3 separate regions of the Mus musculus genome follow, and regions 2 and 3 are each linked to region 1. Evidence: chromatin contacts called from public Hi-C and HiChIP or PLAC-seq data. All regions are on one chromosome and are shown on one strand. Each heading gives the region's core, a stretch centred on a gene start, on an enhancer-like site or on the middle of the called end of the contact. The rest is flanking DNA. Distances are from core to core; before and after follow the strand shown.

Evidence for each region. Hi-C and Micro-C count contacts between places; a contact is called where the count stands out from the background. HiChIP or PLAC-seq counts read pairs in DNA pulled down with a chosen protein or histone mark.
Region 2: an H3K4me3 HiChIP or PLAC-seq map of embryonic basal ganglia shows a contact between it and region 1, with 3 times the contacts expected there. The contact joins two enhancer-like sites. A contact is called at or near these places in 9 of 484 Hi-C or Micro-C datasets (the C10 cell line, CD8 T cells, bone marrow-derived macrophages and 6 more), 7 of 115 datasets of contacts at active chromatin or transcription factors (bone marrow-derived macrophages, cardiomyocytes, embryonic basal ganglia and 3 more) and 1 of 9 other capture datasets (embryonic stem cells).
Region 3: a Hi-C map of rod photoreceptor shows a contact between it and region 1, with 2.6 times the contacts expected there. The contact joins two enhancer-like sites. A contact is called at or near these places in 12 of 39 promoter capture datasets (the 3T3-L1 cell line, the C10 cell line, the HPC-7 cell line and 7 more), 1 of 15 datasets of contacts at CTCF or cohesin (the NIH/3T3 cell line), 26 of 484 Hi-C or Micro-C datasets (ECoMG myeloid progenitors, Th2 cells, bone marrow-derived macrophages and 16 more), 10 of 115 datasets of contacts at active chromatin or transcription factors (acute myeloid leukemia, bone marrow-derived dendritic cells, double positive thymocytes and 4 more) and 3 of 9 other capture datasets (adipose tissue, liver and pancreatic islet).

The regions. Positions count from the first base shown.
Region 1 is chr6:137,469,168-137,473,255 of GRCm38.p6, reverse strand. No RefSeq gene overlaps it. Among named protein-coding and RNA genes, the nearest start is that of Eps8, 180 kb to the left of the region's middle. Within about 2 kb of position 1,900, at least 156 of the 459 cell types and tissues checked have an H3K27ac peak or open chromatin away from gene starts, as enhancers often do. A contact at or near this core is called in embryonic basal ganglia and rod photoreceptor, where this site is marked.
Region 2 is chr6:137,697,760-137,701,847 of GRCm38.p6, reverse strand. No RefSeq gene overlaps it. Among named protein-coding and RNA genes, the nearest start is that of Gm38915, 3.3 kb to the left of the region's middle. Within about 2 kb of position 2,202, at least 5 of the 459 cell types and tissues checked have an H3K27ac peak or open chromatin away from gene starts, as enhancers often do. A contact at or near this core is called in embryonic basal ganglia, where this site is marked.
Region 3 is chr6:137,661,814-137,665,901 of GRCm38.p6, reverse strand. No RefSeq gene overlaps it. Among named protein-coding and RNA genes, the nearest start is that of Eps8, 15 kb to the right of the region's middle. Within about 2 kb of position 2,216, at least 9 of the 459 cell types and tissues checked have an H3K27ac peak or open chromatin away from gene starts, as enhancers often do. A contact at or near this core is called in rod photoreceptor, where this site is marked.

The DNA.
Region 1 (4,088 bases), core at 651-3,150:
GGTAGGGGTTACAGGCATGGCCTTGCTGTAGGAAGTGCATCACAAGGCGGGGGTGGGGGTGGGGTGGGGGGCGTTGAGAGTTTAGAACCTCGCCTTACTTCCTATTCCCTCTTTCTTGTTTGTGATTGAAGATATTTCTAGGTTCCTCTTCCAGCCACCTGCTGTCTTGCTTCCTCTGCTGTTATGAACTTCCTAAAATAAACTATCTTCTTTAGTTGCCTTGGTCATGGTATTTTATTAAAGCAACAAAAAAGTTAACTATTCACAACTTAAGGGAGGACAGGTTGTGTTTGGGCTCTCAGTTTGAAGAGGTATGATCCTTCCTGGTGGAGAAGGCATGGCTGCAGGAGAGGGAGGCAGCTGGTAACATTGTGTTCCAAGTGAGAAAACAGATGAATGGGGTATTTGCCTTAATTTTCCCCCTCCCTACCCCCCCTTTTTTTCCTTTACCAGGATTCTGGCTCATGAGAGGACACCATCAACCTTCACAGTGGCTCTTCTCTCCAGCACCCTCAAAGACACACCCCGAGCTGTGTCTCCTAGGTGACACTAAGTCTGATCAGGTTGACAATGATGGGTAATGATGACATTAGGCATGGGTAAGACTAGGAAATCCAGTCCTGCATCTTAGCCATCCTGTTACCTCTTCAGAGAATGTCATCTGGCTGATAACCCTCTTTCTTTAAAGTATACATGATATAACGTGCCAGCAACCAGGACCAATCTTCGCTAACCCATTCAGTCTACCCCGATGGCAGGACAGCAACGGAAGAGAAATGCATTTGCTGTGAGAGACTATGAGGCTGTTTATCCAGTAAGCTCAGTTTAAGGATCCTGCTCAGCTCTTGGGAGGCAGGCAGTGAAAGGGCTTATTAAGCTTGCATGAATGGAGTGAAGAGAGCTAGCGATCCGACCTCAGGCTCAGGCAATTGCCGTGGCTGTTTCCTGGCTCATGGAGCTCAGCCTGTGCAAAGTGAGAAGGTACCTCTTATGAATAATCCAGTAGCCTGCAGTCAGTACACAAGAGCAGAGTAAACATGGGGAGACAGCGTGAGGATGTCTACTGGCTCATCTTCAAGAGCACGCTACCAGAGGGCGGGATTCACATGTTGAGAGAACTCATTCATCTTGCAGCCATAAAACATAAAGCACGGGAAGATGGCTACTGCTGTTTTATGCTTGAATGGTGGAACAATGGATTTACAGAACACAAATGAAGACAGCTCTTTTAAATCGCCTTGTTGTGTCCAACTTCTTTTTATTTTTTTTTCCGAGACAGGGTTTCTCTGTGTAGCTCTGGCTGTCCTGGAACTCACTTTGTAGACCAGGCTCCTTGAACTCAGAAATCCACCTGCCTCTGCCTCCCAAGTGCTGGGATTAAAGGCATGCGCCACCACTGCCGGCTGTTGTGTCCAACTTCTTGTCGAATTTGTTCAACTGACCTCGAATTTAGGAGGTATTTTACAAACGAGGCCTTAGTCTTCTGAAGTTGTCCACACCAAGCCCAGCAGAGGTGGGGGGTGGGGGGTGCTACACGGGGGGGGGGGGTCGGGGGGAAGGCAGGGGCAGATCTAGTAGATTGGAACGCTCACAGTAAATGTGCCTGGGAGGAACTGAATGCAGCAAGCAGGGGGGCAGGAGAGGAGCAGGGGACACCTTTACCCTTAGGATATCATGCCAGAAGTCTCAGTGAGTGACAGATTTGGAGAACCATATAGAACATGCTTAGTCCTGTCAGGCTCTTGCCTGATGCTCTCTACAATCAACTCTGTGTTCTACCACAGCCCCTGAAAGGAGATAACGCTACTTTTGTATGTGAGAACACTCGCGCTCTGAGATAGCAGGTGACTCTGCCGACCGAGCTGTTCAGTTATTCAGCTCTGCATCCGCAAACTGCCGGGCTCGGTGCCAAGGGCTTTCCATTTAATCCTCTACACAGGGCTGTGGAGGAAGCCTTTAGTGTTCCTGTTACCAAACAAGGAAACTGGTTCATAGGAGGATTAAGTGACATTCACAAATGGGGCCTGCTTACCCCAAGCCTCTACTCTTAACTTGACCCAGGCATGTTTACACAGTAGGGTTGCACAAATTGGCTTCCTCTTAGAAGCAGGGAGCTTTGTTGGCTAGTTAGTTTTGATTCATTTATTTATTGTTTTCAGACAAGGCCTCAAGGAGCGCAGACTGGCCTTGAGTTTGCTACACACTTCTGACCCCTCCTGTTTCTACTTCCTGAGTGCTAGGATTACAGGCATATGTTGGCACATCCAGACTAGACGGAGACCAAAAGCAGGGCTTCATACATACATAAGGAAGTAAGTACTTTAGCATCTCGGCTAAATCTTCAGCCAGCTGTGAGCTTTTAAAAAGAATGTTGGTGTTGGCACGGTGCATCCACACAAGTGGTTTGCACAACTACAGTGTAAATCAGGCCCCAGCATTGCTCTGTAGAAAACCTCTCCCCATGGGTTGCTGGGCACACTGAATGCATGCTGAACAGTATATGCTAGCAGAGAGTTAAAGTTCAAAGCCGAGCCTGGGTAAACACGTCTGTAATTAATATTCCAAAGCCAATGACCATGTGGGGTATTGCCCTGGAGAAACAGAGCCCACCTAGTCCAGGCATTGGGGGTTTGTTTGTTTGTTTGTTTTTAAACCAATCTATTAAAGAAGCTCTGAGTGGCTCTTGGAGACCGTAGAACGCTAACCTAAATTGAAATTATGTGACTAATATATCCTAAATTAATCCAGGAATTGTTTTTAGATGCATATGATTCTTTAAAAGCTCCGTGTGGTTTAAAAACATGTCACACCCCAAGTTCATACACTGAACTCCACCTTCAGTGTTATAATTAGGAGTTGGGGCCTTGGGAAGTAATTATGTCATGAGAGCCCTTATTACTGGGATTATTGCCGCTGTTTAAAAGCCCCAGATAGCTCTGACTTTCTATGCCATTTAAGATAAAGCAAGAAGCCAGTGACTGGAGCTCACAAGAACTGGCCAGATGTCTGGCCAGCAGTCTGTGAGAAATGGAACCTTGTAGTTTATTACCTACTCAGTCTAGGCTACCTTGTTATAGAACCCTGAGCTGACCATGATGTGGTGAGCGATGCTCTATGACCTGACATCTCATACACTATACAACAGAGTCACTGTATCTGCAATGTTCTATAATGCTACACTGCTGACCATTCACGCTTTGCTTTATGCTTTATAGAATTTCTGTTTAAAGGCAAGAGATTATAATATGTCTGGGAGATCAAGGAGCCCTCCTAAGGCTGCGATTTTTTGTATTTGTTTCTTAAGATGGTTTGCTTTTTAGTTCTATTTTTTTTTATTTAGAATACCTTTAGGAATTCCATACATTGTATTTTAATCATTCTCCACACCTTCCCCAATTCCTCACAGGTGCCCACTCTAACTCCATAGCCACCGTCCTTGAGTCCTCTTTTGTAAATGTATTCTGAATTTTGTGCCTATATGTGTGGGTGTGTGCACACGAGTGCAGTGCCAACCGAGGCCAGAAGAGGGCATCAGATGCCCTGAAGCTGGGGTGATAGGTGCTTGTGTGCTACATGGTTTGGGTGATAAAAACTTGAACTGAAGTCCTCAGGAAGAGCATCCAGTACTCTTAACTGATGAGCCATCTTACCATTCCATGCTTTGTGCCTTGACTGCCGCAACAGGTACAACTCCTACTTTTGACAGCACTTAGGATTTTCTGAATGTTCTTAGAACTGAAGAACAGGTTTGTGTCCTCTTGGCTTTGTGCTCCTGTCCCAGGCTGGGCCTCCTTACCATGGCAGATTCAGCATAACCTACTGGGTTCCTGCATATTGCCTGACATCTTCAAAGCTCACCGCTTCCTGTGTGCTGGGGCTTCCACGGATGTGGAACCACCATGACGTGTAGTAACCCAGGAATCTGCACCACAGACAACAGCCTTGTGTGCATCCTTCTGGATCTCCTGAGAATTTGGACTTAGTGAGAAGCGTTGGAAAGCAATAGCAGCAGCACAAACACTAAGAGAAACGTCTATTTCTATAATAACGCTTATCTGCTAAAGATACACTTTTAATCTGTGGCCTTT
Region 2 (4,088 bases), core at 953-3,452, 230 kb before region 1:
GTGGTGTGGTGGTGACTAGGTCAGCTTTCCCTTGCTGGCATTTAGCAGAGCATTGACATCCATCCTGGACTCATAGAACTTCCCACGCTTTTGGTTTTGGTGGTGGTGGTCACACAGCCTCCTCTCTTCCAGCCAGCAACAGTGACTCTCACTTGTGTCCAGTGTCTCTCAGTCAAGGTCAGCCTCTTTGTAAAGATTCATCTAATTGGACAAACCAACTAGAATGCTCTCAGCATCTCAGTGCTGACCTCTTTGAGATCGTATTTACATCTACAAAAGGACTTCTTAGTGGTGCCTGGATTTGCACCTGATGGGATAACCGAGAGAAGATGGTGTGGAACCAGAGGGTGGGACTGTTGGGGAGCATCCTACATCATCTCTGCCAGAGGTCCATTGGGATCCCCAGTAACCGGGGGGGGGGGGGCTGTGTTCTGATAGAGATTGAGGAAGAATTGCTTCTAAGCTCACACAGTATATTAGCAGAATCTGTCTTTCTGGCCATTGAATTGAAGGTGTTCTGCTGCTGCTGCTGCTGCTGCTGCTGCTGCTGCTGGCTAGTGGAAGGAAAACTCTCTCACCTGTCCCTGTTCACAATGGAGTCACAATGCTTGACTGTCAAGACCAGTGAATGAGAGAATCCCCCAAATCCAGTGTCTGCTAAGACTAGATCTTTTGGTTTTTGATTTTGTTTTGTTTTGTTTTGTTTTGTTTTGTTTTGTTTTGTTTTGTTTTGTTTTGTTTTGTTTTGCTTTGCTTTGCTTTGCTTTGCTTTGCTTTGTTTTGTTTGAGACAGGGTTTCTCTGTGTAGCCCTGGCTGTCCTGGAACTCACTTTGTAGACCAGGCTGGCTTCGAACTCAGAAATCCGCCTGCCTCTGCCTCCCAAGTGCTGGGATTAAAGGCGTGCGCCACCACACCCGGTTTAAGACTAGATCTTATCTGATGTCTAATCCCAAGAATAGCATCCTCTCAGCATCCTTGTTTATTAGGGTCAGTAAAAGTCACATTTTCATCTCACACACAAGGAGCAGAGTTTCTAAAAGTAGTCGCTGAAGGTCATGTTATAATGTGTCCGTTACCAAAAGTGCTCAGTATTGTGGAAGAATTTTTAAATTAAGTGGATTTTTGAGAGTTCAGGGAACAGAACATTTGTCTGGAGCATTATCAAGGGTGCACTTTGGACAGCAGAGTCCACAAAAATGCCACCCAGTGGTTAAGACAGTATCCTTCAAACCCCAGATCTGACATATCACTGGAGGCTGAATCCTAGCTGTGTCCTGGATCTACTGCAACTTAACTTTTCCTTGCCTCAGTTTCCCTCTTCTTGAATTAAAGATGATGATTATATGCATCTCTGGGGTGAATATGAGGAGTAGGGAGGCACTGTGGTGACCAAAGCCAAGGGTACCATAATAGCATTAGCCGGTGATTTCTACCACTGTTTATTTACTTCTTGATGAATCTGATATCTACTATTCACCTACTTACTTAAATCTTGTGTCAAGCTTAGGTGTCTTTCCGCCATTTTCTTTTCATGGTATACTTTCTCTAACAACTGTACTGAGATGTAATTGTTGTCACTCGCACAGGAAGTTAGATATGTGCAGGGGTACCACCATCAGGATCAAGATAGCTATCAGAGCCAGTCAACTTGACAGATTTCAATGTATTTGTGAGTGTGTGTGTGTGTGTGTGTGTGTGTGTGTGTGTGTGGTGTTTATGCTAAGAAGTATGTACTAGCATAGAAACTCATTTAACAGTGTTAAGTGAAAGGAACCATTGTGTTACTTTGTAGAGCAGATCTGTAAAATGTACACGTCTCAAAATTTTCTATCATTAAGCAACAGCTTATGGAATTTTATATCATTAAAGCAACAGCTTCGCATTTCCCACTGCCTCTGGCTCTCACAACCATAGCATAGCGTTTGCTGCTCTAAGTTGACCTGGAAACCCTTCATGAACAAAGCCACACAATGTCTATGCTTCTGTGACTGGCTTATGAGGTTTCTCTCATGTGGGGATTTGGTATAACCTATCCACGTGAAGATCTGGAAACGCCTAACCGTGTGAAGTCTGATAAGGGCCATCCATGTGGGGATTCGGCACAGCCTGTTCATGTGAGGCGCTGCTACATCCTCTCCATTTTTAACAGCTCCCTCTCTATGTATTCGGTGGGGTGATGTGGTTATTCTGTGTTCTCTCATCATTATGCCAATTATACTTTTCAAACACTTTTAATTTGCAGTCTGCTAATAGGACTCTTGAGGAAAGTGAATGTTAATTAGGTCTCCAGTGACACATTTTAATTATACGTCTCATTCTGTAGCTGAGGTTCAATGGTAGACTGTGGTAGGGGGCAATCAACCATGGTGAACAACTGTATGGTCTGTAGTTATGTCTGTGGTAGCAGAAGACCTTGGGAATTTTCCTAGTCTGGATGTTAGAAGGAAGGAGACTTAAATTTACTGAATTAAATCGAGTTCTGTTTCGTTCTACCCCAATTATCTGGAAGTAAAATGAGGAAAACTTCACTCTCTATTCTGAGGCTTCAGAGTTGCTAGGGAAACAAGGCGCTTACAAGTTAGACAGACATAACAGAATATGTGATGAGGCAGCATCAAATTTGGTTATCTGAGAGATATGAGAATCCACAACATGTCTTTTTGTCACATTAGTTTAGTCCATGCCTGTTCCCGTGGGAGTCAATTCTGTCTTTCCAGCAATGGGGGTGCAGGAATCAAACTCAGGTTGTCAAACTTGGCATCGAGTGCCCTTATCCAGTGGATTATTATTATGCCAGACTGAGATTTCAAAGAAGAGAGAGCAGACTGGGAAGAGCACGCTAGAGCGACCCCAGATAGTGTTGGGTTGGTGGATTGACCCAGAGAAACTGAGTGCTGTGGAAACATTCAGGCTTGGATAATATCTCCAACACGGGTTTGCTTTAACTTTGATCATACTCTGTTTCCAAGACAGTAAGGGGTGACAAATGAAGGCTGTTTACTACTAGAGGACGAACACACTGGACTGCTATTCACTGTGAGCTATTCTGATCGTCATAGTCCAAAAGCATGGATATTACACTGTTTGCTTGAAATATATGGAAAATAATGACACATGAGGGATGGCCAATACCACAGACAAGATGTTCATACCAGTTCTAATTTTCTAGTTTTTTTTGTTTGTCAGTTTAAGGAAAACCTTAGTAATGATTTTCCCCCAGCCTTTATACACTAAAAAAGTGAAGCTATCCTAACATATAGTTACAAATAAACACAAAGGCAAGGGTAGAGAATATTAATTTCCCATTATCTCAAGAATGTCACAAAGTATAAAATATTTCCTCTTGTCTTTGAAGTATATCTGTTCTGAGGCACTCTGGGATCAACAATTTCTTTTAACTTCTACAATAGAGCTGTGAGGGGAAAATCATGGTTTACACATAGCTCCATTCTATTGAGTGACCCATTTGCAAAGCCACATTTCACTATGTGTGACAAGAGAAAGCATTTTAAATGGCTATTTATAGCTGGTGTTATATCATATGGGGCAATATTATTAGTCGAAAAAGCCAGTAATTGAATGTTGTAATTCATTCATTTATGACCTTACCATTTTGCAGCATTTTTAATAGCAATTTCTTTTACAAGCTATTACAAGTGGGTTGAAAGCTGGTTAGATATTCTTAAGAGTAGAAGTCTACTTCTCCCAGCTATAAATTCTTTATCTAGTAAACACAAGTTCATCTTGTGAGCTCAGAATAGGGAACTGAGCTTCTCTTAGGCTGTTTAGTTCATCTTGAATGTATCTCCTTTATAACTGAAGGAAGAACCATGCTTGTAAACGCTCCCTGAGCCCTTGAAAGCATCAGCAAGCACTGCTACCAGGAATCCATCCTGTACATAGCCCTGGGATCAGTATTGATTCTGACATTAAATAAATGGCCCCAATCTTTTTTTAAACACTCAAGGCTAAAAGTAATACAATCTCAAGGAAAAAGAGGGAAAATATAGGCATGGGGGATGGAGGGAAGCCAGGCTTAGATGCCATTGCATCAGCAAATGGCCTCATTGTCTTTGGAAGCTATAAC
Region 3 (4,088 bases), core at 967-3,466, 190 kb before region 1:
AGAGGTTTTATATGTAAACTTGTTAGAACAATACTCAGAAAAATATTCAGGCAGAGGCATGCAGAAGGAAGAAAAAAACATACTGATCAGGGAGTACTTTCTAAAGTGCAGAACCAAACAAATAACAGGAAAACGGGAAGAGAAACCAGGATGCCTGTGTGTATACATCTTCTAGACACAAAAAATCTTCCATAGGGTACAGCAACTCAAGGCCTTGCCTAAAATGTCTAGTTTTCATGATAAACGTAACTGTTTTTATTTTTATCATAGGCCTAAGTGGTTTTGTAGCAAGTCAACTCTTTTAGAACAGCACAGATCAGAAAGGATGTAGCTGTTTAGAACTTTCAAAACATCTGGAAAACTACTCAAGCAAATAGAATCATGTCCATTAACAAAACAGATGTTTTCTACTGTGACGGGAAAACAGGACTTATTTATTTTTTCGTTTTTAAATATGTGTTTCATATGGTCCAACTCCACCTTAGAATGCGTTCTACCTCTTTAAGGGTCTGGGGACCACAGTGTTCTTAGGGGCTATGCAAATGTCAATGTGCTCATGGCCACTTAGGTGTTTGAATGCCAATGTTTTCTAATAATATATATCTTTTGAACTTAGCACCAGAAAAACACGTTTAAAAGTCTAGGGTGACTTTGCAAACTCTCAGCCAAAATGTTAGAGTCTGGATTAAAATCATTTGGTGCTTTGGCAAGACTCTTGGAGTCCTGAGTGAGAAGCCAGTAATCAGAACACAGCAGAATAGCCCGAGAGCCACTGGGGCTCATTTTGCACAGGAAAAAAAAAGGAAGTTTATTTCCACTGACCACTTGGAAAGAGTCTCAAAGGTCCTAGGAAACAAGTGTTGTCAAAAACCCAGAGAGAATTGTGTCCCAGCAACCCAGCAAATGAATCCATTCGAAGCTCATTGAGGGGACATTTCCCTTTTACAAATGAATGTCCCACAAACTTAACTATTAGGCTACATGAATCACATATTCTAGGTTATTTCTTCTGTTCTTTTTCAAACGAGGTAAACTTGTTAAAAGGCAATCTCATTGTATTGTTCAGGCTAGCCCCAAACTCCTGGAATCATAGGAAGGCACTTCAGCCTTTCAAAGTAGCATGCAATGGCACACCTGGCTAAAAACATATGGACACCAACAAACAAAAGCATTTGTATTAGTTGTCTGTCAAGTGTTTAAAGCTAGAATATTCCATGGCCAGCTATGCTGAGACACACCTACCATCCCAGTGTTCTGAAGGCAAAGGCAGACACAGCAGGTGTTCAAGGGCAGTCTCTGGCTAAGAGCAATTTTGAAATAAGTGGGGCAACATGGAGACCCTGTCTCAAAAAAAAAAAAAAGGAAAGTCTACATTCAATAGAACATTTTTTATAGTTTAGAAATTAGTGAGGGTTTTTTTGTTTTTTCATTCTTTTAACCAAGAAAACCAGAAATGCAGAACGGCTTTTCTACTGCAACGGGTACAGTAAAAATAATTTGTCCAATAGTGAAATGGAAGACCACTTAGCTTGATAATGGATCGGACTGGTGTGAGCCCATAGGGTGGTCAATATTTTAAAACACTGTCCATGTAGAGAGAAGTCCTTAGCCTATCTCGCATCATTGCAGAGCACACCAAGTCCATAGTTTCAAAAGATCATCCTGAAGGATGCTGATCACCGTCTGAGTGGGAGATAGTAGGACTTCTATTTCTAGTGAAGTGTTATCTGCTGGCAGAACAAGTATCTTGTCTCTTCATAATGGGCACTGCTCTGATGAAGAACACAGCACGATGGAAGCCCTGTGTGCTCAGCCCACCTCAGCCTGGAGATTATTCCTGCCGGAATACCTGTTCCTAGGAATGCTGGAGTGTGGACCCAGACATGATGCGTGTGGGGGTGGACAGAGGTGACTGTTGACAGACACAACTTATTTCCTACTTCTTGGCATAATAACTCAATTTATGATAGCATGGCCGTTTCTGCTTATTCTTATTCTTGTTTGGAGCTAGCTCATCAGCAATTTTAGAAAGAATGCAGGTGTTTTAATTATCACCCCACTGTAGGGAGTTGTGAGCAAGAAAGATACCACAGTTTAGAGAAGAAAATAAAGAGCTTTCTATGAAGATTATTTGCATTTGTCTAGGAGATAATTCTGTGCATCTTTGCTCTGAGCACTGCCCAGAATAGAAATGAATACGCAGCAAAGACTGGCTAAGTCCAGAGCTTTCTAATTCCTTCTGAGACACAGCTCCCAAGCATAACTTTATCTTGTTTGAAGTGGTATGAATTTCCCAAATTGGACATCTAACAATTTTTTTTTTTTAAAGATTTATTTATTATATGTAAGTACACTGAAGCTGTCTTCAGACACTCCAGAAGAGGGCGCCAGATCTCGTTACGGATGGTTGTGAGCCACCATGTGGTTGCTGGGATTTGAACTCCTGACCTTCGGAAGAGCAGTCGGGTGCTCTTACCCACTGAGCCATCTCACCAGCCCAACAATTTTTATTAAATATAAAAATGCTCCCCAAAGTAAGAAAAAATGAGTTCCATATATTTATTTAAATCATACTAATTATTGTTTATATGGTTTATGTGTTTGTATCTGTGTGTATTTGTGTGTATGTGTGTGTGCACCAGAGAGAGAGTGTGTGTGAGAGTGTCTGTGGGTGTGTGTGGACACGCCCTTTTACCTGGGTTCCAGTGGATGGGACTCAGGTCATCAGACTTGCATGGAAAGCCATTTCCCTCACTGATCCATCTCACTTGCCCGATGTCTGTATCTTTTGTAGCTGATCTCATCATGATTACACTAGGGATGAGTCAAACACTGTTGTTGTGGGTATAGGGGGTAGAAATGGGCAAAGGGCTGAGGGAAGGGCATGTGTGTGACTTGGGGACAGACTCTGGGAGCCAGCTGCGTGATAAGCCGGCACAGGGGAAGCAGGAGGCCCGCTGTAACACCCGACACTGAGATGTTCCTGCCACAGATGCTCACAGGAGGATGGAGACATGGGGAAGACTTCGGGCAGCAGAAGAGCCGAGGCATTTCAGGGCACAGGGTAGAGAGAGCAGGGCAGCAAGGAATACCCGCTACTACCTTGACTTAGTACTTGACTTACTCTCCTCAGTGTGTCCTTATGGCTCTGTCTTTTGTTTCTTGCACTCAATCCTTCCCCTCTGTAGGAGATGAGCAGAATGCAAAGGAGGAAAGATAACGAGAGGGATGTGACCGATGCCATCCTCACTCTTTTCCAAAAATCTTGGGAACGCAGAAGGGTGCCGTTAGGCCGTATTCCCAAGACTACAAACACCTCATGTTCCTGCTCAGAACTGAAAATGCCACGGAAGGCTGGAGATGTAGCTCACTGGTATGGTGCTTGCTTAGCATCTAAGAAGCCCTGGGTTCATTCCCCAGTCCCATTGAAACAAACAAACAAACAAACAAACAAACAAACAATAAGTGCCCCAGCCCGGATGGGATCCACCGAAAGCTTGTGGATTGTAAGAAATTTAGAGCCCTTGGGTTTCTATTTAAATGTCTTTTTAAGAGTGTGTGGTTTTGGTTTTTTCAAGTTGAATCGTCCCCTTGGCTCCGTGAAGCATTTCAGAGTTGTGGAATAGTAACCACGATGCTGAAGGAGGCTGTGTGTCTCCAGCCGGCCCCCTCATTTTCCCTCAGCACTTGTTGAGTGGGATGTAAATAGAATTCACTCATCCCGCGTGCTTCACACTTGCTCCCCGAAAACACAAAACAGCTTCTGCCGCTCCTGGTGGCTTAGTTACTAGACCATCCTTTGCCACATCTGCCTCTCCGCCTCTTCCCCGTTGTCTACAGAGTGGCTCTTCCATTGCATTTAGTGATCGCAAAAGCACCATCTTCCTTTGGAAGTTGGGGGACTGGGTTCCAATCTAGACACTCTCTCTGATGGAGAGTTCCCCCCTCTGTGCCTCATCGGGATAGCAAGGGCTAGAGACAAGACTGGGTGGGCAGAATGTTAGGGTGGCAATCTGCAGTGCTCCATGAACCAGGCACAGAAGTGTGTGCCTGTAACCACAGCAGTGGGGTGATGGAGGCAGGGGGAT